Regions from separate parts of the Hordeum vulgare genome. Here region 2 is linked to region 1. Evidence: chromatin contacts called from public Hi-C data. All regions are on one chromosome and are shown on one strand. The core of a region is the stretch at or near the end of the contact, and the rest is flanking DNA. Distances in the headings are between cores, read along the strand shown.

Region 1 (6,623 bases), core at 2,691-5,190:
AGCGGTGTCTCTCCGGAGAGAGACGACAGACCTACTCGCGAATCGAGTTGATGTCGATGCTGGAGGACCGCGGGTCCATCTGCCGCATCAGGCCAGGCTGCCACCCGCTCATCTGGGGCGGCGGCATGTTCATGTTGTGCTCGGGATGCGCCATCGCGAGGGGCTCTTCACCACCGCCGCCACCACCGCTGTTGCGCTCCTCGTCCTCCATGTCTTGCTCCGCTTTGGTCTTGTTTTTGTTTGACCCGCCGCCGTACATGGGAGACGATCTCGGGTCCATCTGGTTCATCAGGCCGGGTGGCCATCCGCTCATCGGGTGGGGCGGCATGTTGTGCGGGTGCTCCGGCAGCGCCAGCGCGGGGGTGTCTTCGCCGCCGTTCTGCTCTTCGTTCTCGACATCTTGATCTGCTTTGCCTTTGTTCTTCTTTGTCCCGCCGCCATACATAAAGCTACCCACTATCACCTGGTGTAATACATGGGGAATAGGTAAGAACCAGACGAATAACTTAACCACAACAAATCAGAATGCAAAACAATACTCATACCGGGCTCCCTGCATGATGAGCAAAGCAACTGATACAGGCGAAAAGACACATGCAACACCCAAAAATCTGGGATTTAATACCTGAACAGTTCCAGCTGCTGTCAGGACTCCACTAACGGTCCCACCAATAACCCTGTGGTCAGGGCCACACAAAGCTATGCAAAGGCCTCCACTTCTAGTGCGGGTGCCGCCTTCTTCTAGCACCAAATATGATCCAGAAAGACACAGGATTTCAAATCGACCCTGCCAAAGCAAATGATAATAATGCATAAGGGCATGAACTAAATATGGACACAATAGTTCTTCTCGGACTTAAGGTTAAAACAGTACAAGTGAGCTGTTAGATGAAAACAAAAATACTACTGTAATTTGGAGCAAAAGTTCAAGCATATTCCTGATTTAGATATCAAAGAATCCAATTTATCAATAAATCAGTGGGTTAGTAAGGATATTTTTACCACCAGAACCAGATGACAAGCTACTGAAGCAACCAGCAGTAAAGCACTTTGATAAATGGAGAGAGCTCAGCAAATTCAACATGGGCCGAGGCGCATGACAGAGGAATATTTTCCCCTTTTCACTGAAGAAGCACTACATTTGGTATATCTTTTGCTGTAATAAAGAGTGCATGCGGGTAACAAAAGGACGCATGCCATACATAGCTATTCTTCTTACTACAATTAAACAAAGTATTAAACACCTACAGATAGATACCTCATATGTCACCACACCGGAGTCTGAATCCTGATGAAGGGTTGCCGTGGAGACAGCCCCTGTTGCTGAGATGATGCAAATAGCTCTTGGGCCTTGTTGTGAGAAGGACATTATTCTGGCAGCAACATCCTGCACAGATAAACAACACATAAGAGCCTGCACTAGTCTATTGGTTAATGAAGCTTTTGCCTTTTCTGTTATGCCATCTGTTATGTTATAGCATGGCAAATCAAGAAACAATTTGAAGGCAACTTGGTGCATTAGATAGAATATTCAATATTCCATCACTCATGGATACAAGAGTCCAGCAATTTATGGAATAATAATGCCAAAATTAAAGATAGTGTGTCAGCAACACTAGTCGAAAGAAGTAGAACCAGTAATCATTTATTGATCAATTCTCAACGTACCTCTCCAGCTGAAATAATAATCACGTGAGGAGTAAAACCTGTTCCAACAGAGCCAAGAAACCATTTTCCTGAAGAAAAAAACTCATCAGATAACACCAATAGCAAATGCATCAAATTAGAAAGAGAAGAAAAAGGTACTGACGCAAAAGGTCTACTTTTCTTCTTCTTTATTTGGAGGAAAAAACAGATGAAAAGTGCTTGCTTAACAGAATCAAGTCAACATACAACTTGCGCGTGCTTGCTTAACAGAATCAAGTCAACATACAACTTGCACAACTCGTTAATTCAAGAGATACGGAGCATGACCTTAGTTAGGAGTATATTATTTTTTCAGTTTGACCATCTTAAACTTTAAAAAAACATTGATGGGGAAAAGATACATTTAGAGAAGATTCATAAGTAGGTCCTGAAGACATGTATGTAGCAGCAGAACACATAAAAGAATGCGGGGAACTAAAATTGGCATGATAACAGTCATATCTCCCAACTGATAATAAAGAAGTGAGTAACAACCAACTAATCATGGGCAGCTAGTGCGGAATGGGAGTAATATAGGAAAAACTTGAAAGTAGACGCACAAGACAAGCATGGTTTCCGGATTTTATCTACATACAACTACATATAAGTCAGATAGTTTCCATATCTATGAAGCAAATTTATCATGAAAAATGCTAGCACCTTGTAGCAATATGGCATCACATAATTGTGTAGATTCAACTGACTACCAGAAACAAGCCAGAAATCTACGAAGCATGTTTATAACGGTGCCGTAAAATGATTGCCCATAAAGCATTAATGGAAATACTATGTCGCTTGACAAATTTAATTACCATAAAGCACACGACATGATGATAAATTCTACATGGCTGCAAGTGCTCACCAAGCGAAGCCAGCTGCTGCATCTTCCCGGACCCGGGTGGCCGCCCTCTGCCACGTTTCTCCGTCAGTGCGCCTGAACCAGAGCCCCCTGACCCAGTCCCCTGCCCAAATCCTGAGCCAGGTGTGGTAACCATTGTGCCCATTCCCGGGCTCGACGAATGAGGCGTCGACGGAGATGGCGAGAGCCCCAGCGTCACCGACCCGTCGGGCTTATACTTCCTTGGCCTCCCGCGCTTTTTCTTCACTTGCTCATCCTGGCCAGCATCGCCTCCCTGATCCCCTTTAGCGTCACCGCTCACGGCCACAACACCCATGCCAATGTCCATGCCACCGTCGGCACCGCCACCAGCATTGTGCTGCATCATATGCTGTGAGCCACCGCCACCGCCGTGCTGCGCCATATGCTGCGAGCCACCACCGCCGGCGCTGTGCTGCTGTGCCATATGCTGCGAGCCACCACCACCGGCGCTGTGCTGCTGCGCCATATGCTGCGAGCCACCACCGCCGGCGCTGTGCTGCTGCGCCATATGCTGCAACCCGCCACCGCTGCTGACGCTGTGCTGCGTCATATGCTGCGAGCCGCCGGCACCGGCACCGGCACCAGCGCCCTGCTGCTGCGCCATATGCTGCTGCGAGGCCTCGACATGGTTCTGGTGGTACCCCTGCTGCCCAATGTGGGCGGGGGCCCCAAAGGGCGGCTGGTGGAACGTGTACCCGCCCGAGACGGCATCAAGCTGCTGCTGCTGCCGGTACCCGGCGGCGGGCGGGCCGTGGAGGCCGCTGCCGGTGACTCCCCCCGGCGGGCCCATGCCCCGGTGCTGCACATAGAAGGGCGAGTAGTTGGGCCCCGACGTCGCGGTCGACTCCCTCCCATCCATTCATGGAATGCGCGGCAGCCCCAGACAGAGCTAGCCCACCCACCCTTACTTAGCAGGCGGCGCAGCTTCAAGCAATGGAGGGAGGCGGGGATCGCGGCAACAGAGATCTCCTCTACCAACCCCCGAACCCTCGCGCCGGAGCAGCTATCCTCCCTCCCGCGGACCGAGGCGAGATCAGATCGAGGAGCGGGCCGGGATCTTGCCGGATGAACGGGGGGAACCGCTTGCCGGAGACGGGGAGGACGGCCGGGGCGCGAGAGGTTGGCGTCAAGACCCGATCTTTCCGGGAGGAATGGACGGAGGAGCGGAGCGGGGTTCGCCGAGGGTGTGGGAGGGTGTCGGGGGCGGCGGTGCCGGAGGGGTGGCGCGCGGCGGGATCTGCGCCGGCGACGGCGGTGGGAGGGGGGAGGGGGAGGGGGAGAGGGGAGCGAACCCGACCAGAATGGCGGTGGGTGGGGGCGGGGCGGAATGGGGGCGGGCTAAAACCCTAGGGATGGGGTGGGGATGGGGTGGATCACCAGTGGGGTGGGGGAGGGGAGGGGAGGGGAGGGGGGAGGTACCGAGATGGAGGGGGAGGAGGAAGAAGAGCGAGCATGTGTATGTGCTGGAGGCGACACAATGATCATCTGTGCGGCCAAAGCTGTGGCCATGGGTGGTTGCTTGGTGAGTGAGAGCCCCAAGACCATGTGTAGTACTCCCTCTGTTTCTAAATACGGAGTATAAGACATCTTAAAAATTTCATTATATACTATATACGGATGTATGTAGTCGTATTTTAAAAAATAGATTCATTCATTTTATTCCGTATGTAGTCTATAGTTAAATCTCTAAAAGGTTTTATATTTCGTAACGGAGGGAGTACGTCATATATTGTTACATCAACGTGTTAATGAAAATCTTATGTGAGTCGGCTTGCTAATATATTTCCAATCAGACGAAGTAGGCCATCGAAAAGTTCGTGTGTTTTCCAATCCAACAGACCAAACAAGTCTCGAGTCGATGTGTTTGTTTGTCAACTCGATAAGGGGGAGGGGGTGTATCGTTTACAAGATCATTCATGCTTACTCCCGAACTAATTGAGGATGTATTGATTAGTTAAGACGTACGCTGTAAGCTGTGTAAACAGACAAATATAGTAGCTTAGCTATATTGTCAACTTATAAGTTCCTCATCCAACTTCATTCATGCGCACGCCAAACAAATAAGGTTGCCTAGAGCATCTATTCATGTGATCTAGACGACTGAATCCGCATAATTGTCATATTCTCCATATCAGTCTAAGTCGGCGGCACCTTTCCATGTATATCCAACAAACATAATTTTGTTTGGGCTACAAGAAGCGTTCCATCGGCCAGGCATATGTTTGAATTATAATTAAACACGGCTCAAAATTACAAGCCTTTTATGTGATACTCTTATATGAATTGACACTAATATTTGTTAATTTGTTCAAGTGGCCGCCTATATGGTGTGATTGACAGCCTTGGATGACAAATTGTTCTTCTTTTTGGGGTGGTGGAGGGAGGCATGAGAGAGAGAGAGAGGCACAGAGGATCCTTGGCTTGACCAGGTACGGAGAAAGGGACTGTTGGCTATGCTGACGCGTAAGCCAGGATGGCAATTATTGGCTGGGTTCCGGAGCCCCATAGTCACATCACAAAATGCCATTACCACCGCAAACATATATATTCATTTATTTTTCAGCACAAACAAAAAAAACATCTTTATTTATCTTAACAATAAAAATCAATAAAAAGGCATCCAAAAGTTCCAAAGGGGGCGAATTGCACATCTTTTGGCTTGAAAAGCATCCAAAAAGCTCATAAAAGTCTCACTTGTCCCAAAGAGCGAATTTCATATCTTTTCACATGCTTGCAAGTTGGAAGGGATCCAAAAGTTGATGAAAGAAAATATCTATCTCTTTTGCTTGGAAAAAGAAAGGGTCCAAAAGTTTGAGTTCCCCCGAGGAGCGATCACGTACCCGGCCGTACTAGACTTCTCAGAGGCCGCCGGTAGGCTCCAAAGGCTGTACAGCTTGGAGATGCCATGTGCTGCCAGTACACTTTGGATATCTCCTCAGTCCTCAGTCACAGGTACTGCCAAGGACACCAAGACTGTAGTAAATGCAGCTGCAAGACAACACAAGGACCGTGTATTGTACAGTACAGTATAATACTGTATGTGTACTGCACATACAGTGAGCATGTCAAGCTTGGTCCATTGTGAAGGCATTCAGAGATCTTGTTGCAAAGAAAAAGAAATGTGGAGCTGCTGGTCATGCAACCAGGCAACAACACATACTATCTTGTAAATGTTTCGAGGGGTGGATCATACACAATCAGAAACCGCAACATCTGACGATAGAAAATATCATCCTCTATCTAACGCCACACGAATGTAAGCCATCGCAAAAGGGAGGGGTCAAGTTGCTGGGCTACATGGGACCTGGCCAGAGCAAATGTCGAATGGGACTTCCTTTCTCAAAAGGACCGGCGTTGGTCCGGCAGTTTAGGCCGCCATGGGAATCAATCAGTTGTCGACCTCCATGGCTTGCGCGGCCTTGGCTTTTGACAGGGCCGAGAGCTTTGTCTTCACCTTCTTCTTGCCGACCTTGAAGCTGCTGCCCTTCTTCTTATCGCTGCCATCAATCTGAAGAGACGGAGAGGTAAATAAAACTAGTGTTAGCAGGAGTTCAGCAAATTCAGATTTGTTCAGATCGAAATTCAAGCAACGCTACACCACCGAATAACCGAGGATTGCCGTTTGAAGAACCACTGCGTCAAAATAAAATGAAGTGCCACAGTGTATACATGTATGGGACATGGCTAACTAGCTCAGGTGCTGCAAACAGGCCAAGGTTCTGTTCATAGGAGGGGGGGGGGGGGGCTAGAGATGGTTTGGGGTAGGCGATTCAAAGAAAGATACGTTGTTTTGAGGAAAATGTGATAATCTGGAAACCATTCCCAGAAAAGCATCTGCATTGATCAGTTCAGACCTCTCAGACAGGTCACACTTCTACTCCCTCAGTAGTTGGGAAGAGAAGCATATGCAAATGTCTAAGTGAATCAATCGGTAACGGTTTCCAAGCGAATTAATCCTTGTGAATATACCCTGTTCTAAACACGGGCTGATCACCTCAGGATTCTGAGCCAAACAAAAGGTGTTGCAGCTGTAGTAATTCTTGAACAAAGCCGAAGA
Region 2 (6,623 bases), core at 1,559-4,058, 440 kb before region 1:
GAGTCCTACATCATCCGAGAAATACCTGTAGTTTTCAGCCCTTGAGAGGCTCTGCTCTACCAGTAGCAGTGCTTCCAGCATCTGGTATTTGTTGAAACAGATTGTGTAGCTGGGATTGCACTCCATCATGCATACAGCTAATTCCACTATTGCCCTCATGACTCCGGGGCAACAAGCAGTGGGCTTCATATTTGCATTCAGTGAACTGATGAGCCCCTTTATAAACATCTCCTTGGTTTGGCCACACTCCAGTTCTTGAGCAAAGTCTTCAGGTATGACTTTGCATATTTGTGAACCAAGGCCAGCAAGGACCTCCAGTTTTGTGCCCTCTTCATCCATAATGCCTTCCAGCACCTGTAGTGAAAAAGTAATTTAGTTATAATTGCACCTACTTAGTCATGTGGTGATCCATATTTAGTTGCATTACACACAACAATTGTTTTACGTATTAAAAGTCACAGTGCTCAGATTACTCAATCACGTTAAATAAAATTAGAATGCAATGCAAGAAAACGCACATGAACATGTATGTTGGTGCAAACACTTGCATGGATGTATGCTAGTTTTTCGTAGCGATATATTTGTAGGAATCTGAGGATTGGTTGCAGAGACGTATGTAAATTGTAAGTTAGGTACCTCTGGCAAGATGTGTGAGAGCTCCTTGAGGTCTGCTTTGCTGAGCATGGATTGAGCATGCACACACATGTTCTGCAACAGGCTTGCTGCTGTGTACTTGTACCTGTCAGCATGGATCATAGTGGTGAGTTCCTTGATGAACGCATACCCTGCTTCCGCCGAGATAGCCAAACAGTTACTGGGGCTCTCCACTGATAACACTGTTAGTGCTTGACCGGCTATAATTTGCAGGGACTTGTCTGAATCAGTGACCGAGGGCACAACATCTCGTCTAAGAAATGCATGCACCAGCCTGCTAATGATAGCTTGGAAGTGCCCAATCTCCTGCCTTGTGTTTCCATCCATGGCAAGGTCTCTAAGGATCTCTGCTGCCAACTCCTTAAGTTGTTGGCTGCAGCTCCCATTGTCATCCAAGATCCCTGCAAGATTGCGCAGAAGGAAAGGATGCTCTGAAATTTCGTGGCGCAGTTTTACACCAAACCTCCCTTCAATGCTTGCTAGTCTTCTCAGCACCTTCAACGCTGAACCTTTCAGCAGCCTGTGATGCGCCTCATTTATGTTTTCAAGGACGATTCTGCTGCTTGTAAATTCTATGATCGTCGAGACAAGGCCTGCTTTGCTGATTTTCGTGCAATTTTCAATATCAAAGGAGCTAAGCCTTTCAAGAATTATCATGCCCAGTACAGGGAGGAAATCATGGTCCACCTGTTGCTCCTCCTCTGGAACAGAACACCATCTTGTAATGTACTTCCAAAATTTCAGTATACAGCTGGAGTTTTGTCCATCTATTAATTTAGATGGCTCCTCCACAGGAATCAAGCAGTATATTGCCATCTGTTTCCAGAATTTGAGTGGAGGACAGTTGTGATGTTCTTCCCTGTCAGTGTCAGCTGGCTGGATTGGGGTTTCTTGTTTTGGCTCTTGGCTATCAATGTACAGAATGGAATCTTTTACTTTCATACGGTGAACAGTGTGTAGAAGTGAGGCTATACCCTGCATTGCCCCAGGGATAGGGGCAACTCGGAGGCTCACAGCAAGCTCGGCGAGGACCTTTGCAGCAAATAATCTGATATCTCTGTATCCTGCTTCACTTGTCAACTCTAACATGTTGAGCAATGTGGCAACTGTGTCGGTGGAGCTGGTGAATTTCGAGATGGTCATAGTCCTGAAGGGCTCCTTTTTCAGAAAACTGTCGAGCATCTGAAGCCCTTGGAGGTGCATCTTGGGTCTATCCGATTTCAAAGATTCCATTGCAAATTTGATGATGCTGATATCTTTTGCAGAAAGTATATGCCCTTCCATGTGTTTCTCGAAGGCATACGAATAGTACAAGTCGACATATTCCACCCCCCGCTCACCTCTGAGTCCAGCACCACGGATGAGAAATCTTTGAAGGATGAAGGAAAAGACCTGGATAATGCATGCCACAATGTAGAGTGTTCCTTGTCCAAGCACAATCACATAGAAGATGCCAAGAGATGTTGCAAGATTTTCATGTCATCGTTGCTTGTCTGAACAAGGGCAATATACCTTAGGCCACAAAGTCCATCTACTGCAACCCCGACATGCACTACGGCTGCCGGAATCTGGAGGTTACCAAACAACACTACCACTATAGAATATGCTTGCAATATCATCATCGTATCCCTGAGGCAGCCAGGAGTGAACACTAACATAATTGCCGCTGCAAACATACACAAGTTTATGATAGTTTTGTGCCAAAATGCCAATTTTCTACCGATTGTCGAATCTGCCAGCTTCATAATGCCTGGGAACCTCAGCTTGCTGATTGTCAGTAGGAGCACAGCCACACACAACACCAGGTATAGTATCAATTTCGGAACTGAGTTTGTGAAGGTGGATGGGCTATCATTATAATAGGCTTCACAGCTCTCAAAGTCATATGGCACAGAGGGACCCAGAAATAGAATTGCAACCATAGGACTCCATAGCGATACGGCACGGCGTAGCGGATTGCGTGCATGCAGTCTTGGGCATAGAAACTGGCAAGTCACCCGTATGGCCAGTATGGCGACAGGTATAAGAGAAATATTTATTTCTCGCCGGTGTGGAGTCCAGATCAACAGGCACATGAAGGCATCAAAAAATAACACTATGACAACCAGCCCGTTCCATGGAAGAGGCTTTAATGCGTCTCTGGTACTGAAGAACAAATGGTAATCCAGTCTGTTGTTGCTGCTGCTGAACATCCTGAAGTAAATGTCCATACAATTAACTATTGGTTCATTAAGGGAAAAAACTAAATATTATATGTAAGAAATAGTATCATGCGAAATATTCCACCATGAAAGTAATGGAAAATGAGGCTTTCCAGTTTTGAATCGTCTATAGCTTACTACATATATCTACGGAAGGAATAGTTACTAAATATTTCCATGGTCCCTCAATCTGTTATATCACCAGATTTAGCATGTCTGTCAGTTTGTTATTAACTGAGCACATCCCTCTGGATCAAAACAGTGCAACCATGTGTCTGAGAAAAACACAGAAACAATGCAACCCTTCCCTTTGTTTCCTCTCACCCAGTAAGAAACTTACTCAGTTTATTCTTACAAAAAAAGGGGGGGGGGGGGGGGGGGGCACTAGGAAGTTGTTGAACGGGTATGGTAGGGGCGGCGGTGTGGGATCTAAGAGGGTGGTGGTTGGCTGTGCAACATACGTAGTCGCCAGTAATTTCCTGGGGAGTTTCCCTTAGTGAATTGCCTCATGTTTGCTACACTACTTATTTGAGTTATGAAAGGAAGTCTATATATCCTTGAACTCTGAATGAAGTCTTGTGCTAGCTCCATGTGTTGGACTCTATCTATCCTATGAAAAACCCGTGGAATTGAAAATCAAAATAAAACCATCAAGCAATATGATTATTTTCGTTGTATTTTAGCTTATTGTCCTCCTTTGCTTTGGTTTCTAATCCAGATCTTGGAGGACAGATCCTGGAGGAAGGGGGCCCGTGTCTACGCAGTCAACCGGAAAGATGAAGCTTCAATCCCCTGGGTAGCATCAGGCAGACAGGACTTTGGTACTGCTGCTAGTTCAAATAATAAATGTACTTACTAGGACTAGTATTGAGACTTGAGACTGTCATGCTTGTTGTCAAGTTTTTTAGTATATTCTCTGGAAAGGAAAAGAAAGGATACTTTTATCTTCATGGAGGGGACGGCAAGGGCATTTAATTTAATTTTAGAATTTCAGGGCGTGCATTAGTTTTACTTGTTGTGGAGAGAAAAGCAATTTGACAGTTGTGAGCTGTGGCGATGTAATAAAATTTGTTAATACTACTAAAACTATGACACTGTTAATACTACTAAAACTATGACACTTATTTTGGACCGGAGCTCATATGAGCTCGGGTGCAAAAACATCATGTCCGTATTATCATACAAAAATAAAATAAAATCAGATATGCTCCAAGCTTAAGGTGTTATGATGCAAAAAACTTGAGTGATGGGCAGTACAAGGTAGCACGTGTGGTGTTGGGCCAAGGTGATGGATATGCTCCGAATGTGTGGATGCATGATGCAAGTGATGCTGGGAGAGGAAGAGAAGCTCGATCATGCTGGACTTGGTAGGATAATGAATGGATGCATGATGCAAGTGATGCTGGGAGAGGAAGAGAAGCTCGATCATGCTGGACTTGGTAGGATAATGAATGGATGCATGATGCAAGTGATGCTGGGAGGGGAAGAGAAGCTCGATCATGCTGGACTTGGTAGGATAATGAATGGATGCATGATGCAAGTGATGCTGGGAGGGGAAGAGAAGCTCGATCATGCTGGACTTGGTAGGATAATGAATGGATGCATGATGCAAGTGATGCTGGGAGGGGAAGAGAAGCTCGATCATGCTGGACTTGGTAGGATAATGAATGGATGCATGATGCAAGTGATGCTGGGAGGGGAAGAGAAGCTTGATCATGTTGGACTTGGTAGGATAATGAATGGATGCATGATGCAAGTGATGCTGGGAGGGGAAGAGAAGCTCGATCATGCTGGACTTGGTAGGATAATGAATGGATGCATGATGCAAGTGATGCTGGGAGGGGAAGAGAAGCTCGATCATGCTGGACTTGGTAGGATAATGAATGGATGCATGATGCAAGTGATGCTGGGAGGGGAAGAGAAGCTCGATCATGCTGGACTTGGTAGGATAATGAATGGATGCATGATGCAAGTGATGCTGGGAGGGGAAGAGAAGCTCGATCATGTTGGACTTGGTAGGATAATGAATGGATGCATGATGCAAGTGATGCTGGGAGGGGAAGAGAAGCTCGATCATGCTGGACTTGGTAGGATAATGAATGGATGCATGATGCAAGTGATGCTGGGAGGGGAAGAGAAGCTCGATCATGCTGGACTTGGTAGGATAATGAATGGATGCATGATGCAAGTGATGCTGGGAGGGGAAGAGAAGCTCGATCATGCTGGACTTGGTAGGATAATGAATGGATGCATGATGCAAGTGATGCTGGGAGGGGAAGAGAAGCTCGATCATGCTGGACTTGGTAGGATAATGAATGGATGCATGATGCAAGTGATGCTGGGAGGGGAAGAGAAGCTCGATCATGCTGGACTTGGTAGGATAATGAATGGATGCATGATGCAAGTGATGCTGGGAGGGGAAGAGAAGCTCGATCATGCTGGACTTTGTTAAATTGTGATCCAAATTCTACCGTATTGGACTAGACGTAGTACAATCGGTGTGGGCCTTTGCGTCGGTACCGACGCGTACGAGTACAACTCGTTTACTTGTCCTCCAAGGACACTTATGTATTTGCCCCTCATATATACTCCATGTAGTCGCACCTAAAGACGGCCTGTCGTCTCGTGCTTGTAATACTCCTCCTCATAGTGATTGCGCCTTCGTGCGTCCGTGGTTTTCTCCCGCAAGGGTTTCCACGTAAAAATCCGTGTCTCTCGTGCCTCGTTGATCTCGTTTTATCTAACAAGTGGTATCAGAGCTGAGGTTTTACAAATACGAGATTTCAGACGAGAGCTAGGGTTTTCCTCGCCGCCGCCACGTCGGGCGAACCGCTGATCCGGATCGATACAGGAGCCGAGTTCGACACGATTTGTGCTACAACGGTTGTACGTCGCGTGATATTATCCGTCGAAGCCGTGCGCTGTCGCCGTGTCCCGAGGCTGTAGCTGCTCGTCGATCCGAGTGCTGCCGCTGCTGGTTGATTACCGAGAGGCTGCAAGTCGCCGAGTTCCAGATCAAGTTCCGCTGCAACTACAGATTGATTAGCCACGCGCTGTTTCCTGTGCTCCGCTTGCATGTTGCTGCCGCTCCACGCAAGTTGCTGCTGTTCCGCTGTACGCAGCCACACTTCGTCCACGTGAAGGACTAGTTCTAGTTCTGATTTGTTTTGATCTCTCCAATTGCTACATCCACAACCGAAGCTACCAGGTGCTATTGTTTCTAGCTTCTTTGCTCCCCATATTAATTCTGTCAAGAATTTTTCTATCGGCTTGTACTACTTTGTGTACACAGATTTATCTACTCATGGCATCCATGAAGTACGATCTTCCGCTGCTGGACCGTGACACAAGGTTTACCCTATGGCAAGTCAAGATGCGAGCGTTGTTGGCGCAGGCCGACTATGATGATGCACTGGATAGTTTTGGGAAGAATAGAATTGAGGATTGGACCGCTGAGGAGAAAAGAAGGGACCGTAAGGCTTTGTCACAAATTCAACTCCATTTGCATAATAATATTTTGCAGGAAGTTTTGAGCGAGAAAACTGCCGCCGCTCTATGGTTAAAGCTGGAAGGGATTTGCGTGACTAAAGATCTCACCAGCAAGATGCATCTGAAGCAAAAATTATTCATGCATAGGTTACCCGAGGGAGGTAACGTTTTGAATCATATTTCAGAATTTAAAGAGATCATATCCGATCTAGCTGCAATGGAGGTTACGTATGATGAAGAAGATACTGCTTTAATGTTACTTTGTTCGCTGCCAAGTTC

Evidence for each region. Hi-C and Micro-C count contacts between places; a contact is called where the count stands out from the background.
Region 2: a Hi-C map of leaf shows a contact between it and region 1, with 6 times the contacts expected there. The contact joins the promoter of LOC123401533 here to the promoter of LOC123406364 in region 1. A contact is called at or near these places in 2 of 6 Hi-C or Micro-C datasets (leaf and seedling).

What each region holds. Positions count from the first base shown.
Region 1 is chr6H:556,520,034-556,526,656 of MorexV3_pseudomolecules_assembly, reverse strand. It overlaps LOC123406364 (AT-hook motif nuclear-localized protein 9-like), which reads right to left and starts at 3,940. Exons shown (of 5, transcript XM_045099874.1): 1 at 2,549-3,940; 2 at 1,669-1,736; 3 at 1,259-1,387; 4 at 626-787; 5 at 1-463. The coding sequence starts at 3,425. The coding sequence ends at 32. It overlaps LOC123403546, which reads right to left. Exons shown (of 3, transcript XM_045097474.1): 3 at 5,711-6,074. The coding sequence ends at 5,955.
Region 2 is chr6H:556,958,728-556,965,350 of MorexV3_pseudomolecules_assembly, reverse strand. It overlaps LOC123401533, which reads right to left and starts at 2,808. Exons shown (of 1, transcript XM_045095361.1): 1 at 1-2,808. The coding sequence starts at 1,938. The coding sequence ends at 493. It overlaps LOC123405901, which reads left to right. Exons shown (of 6, transcript XM_045099419.1): 6 at 3,574-3,941.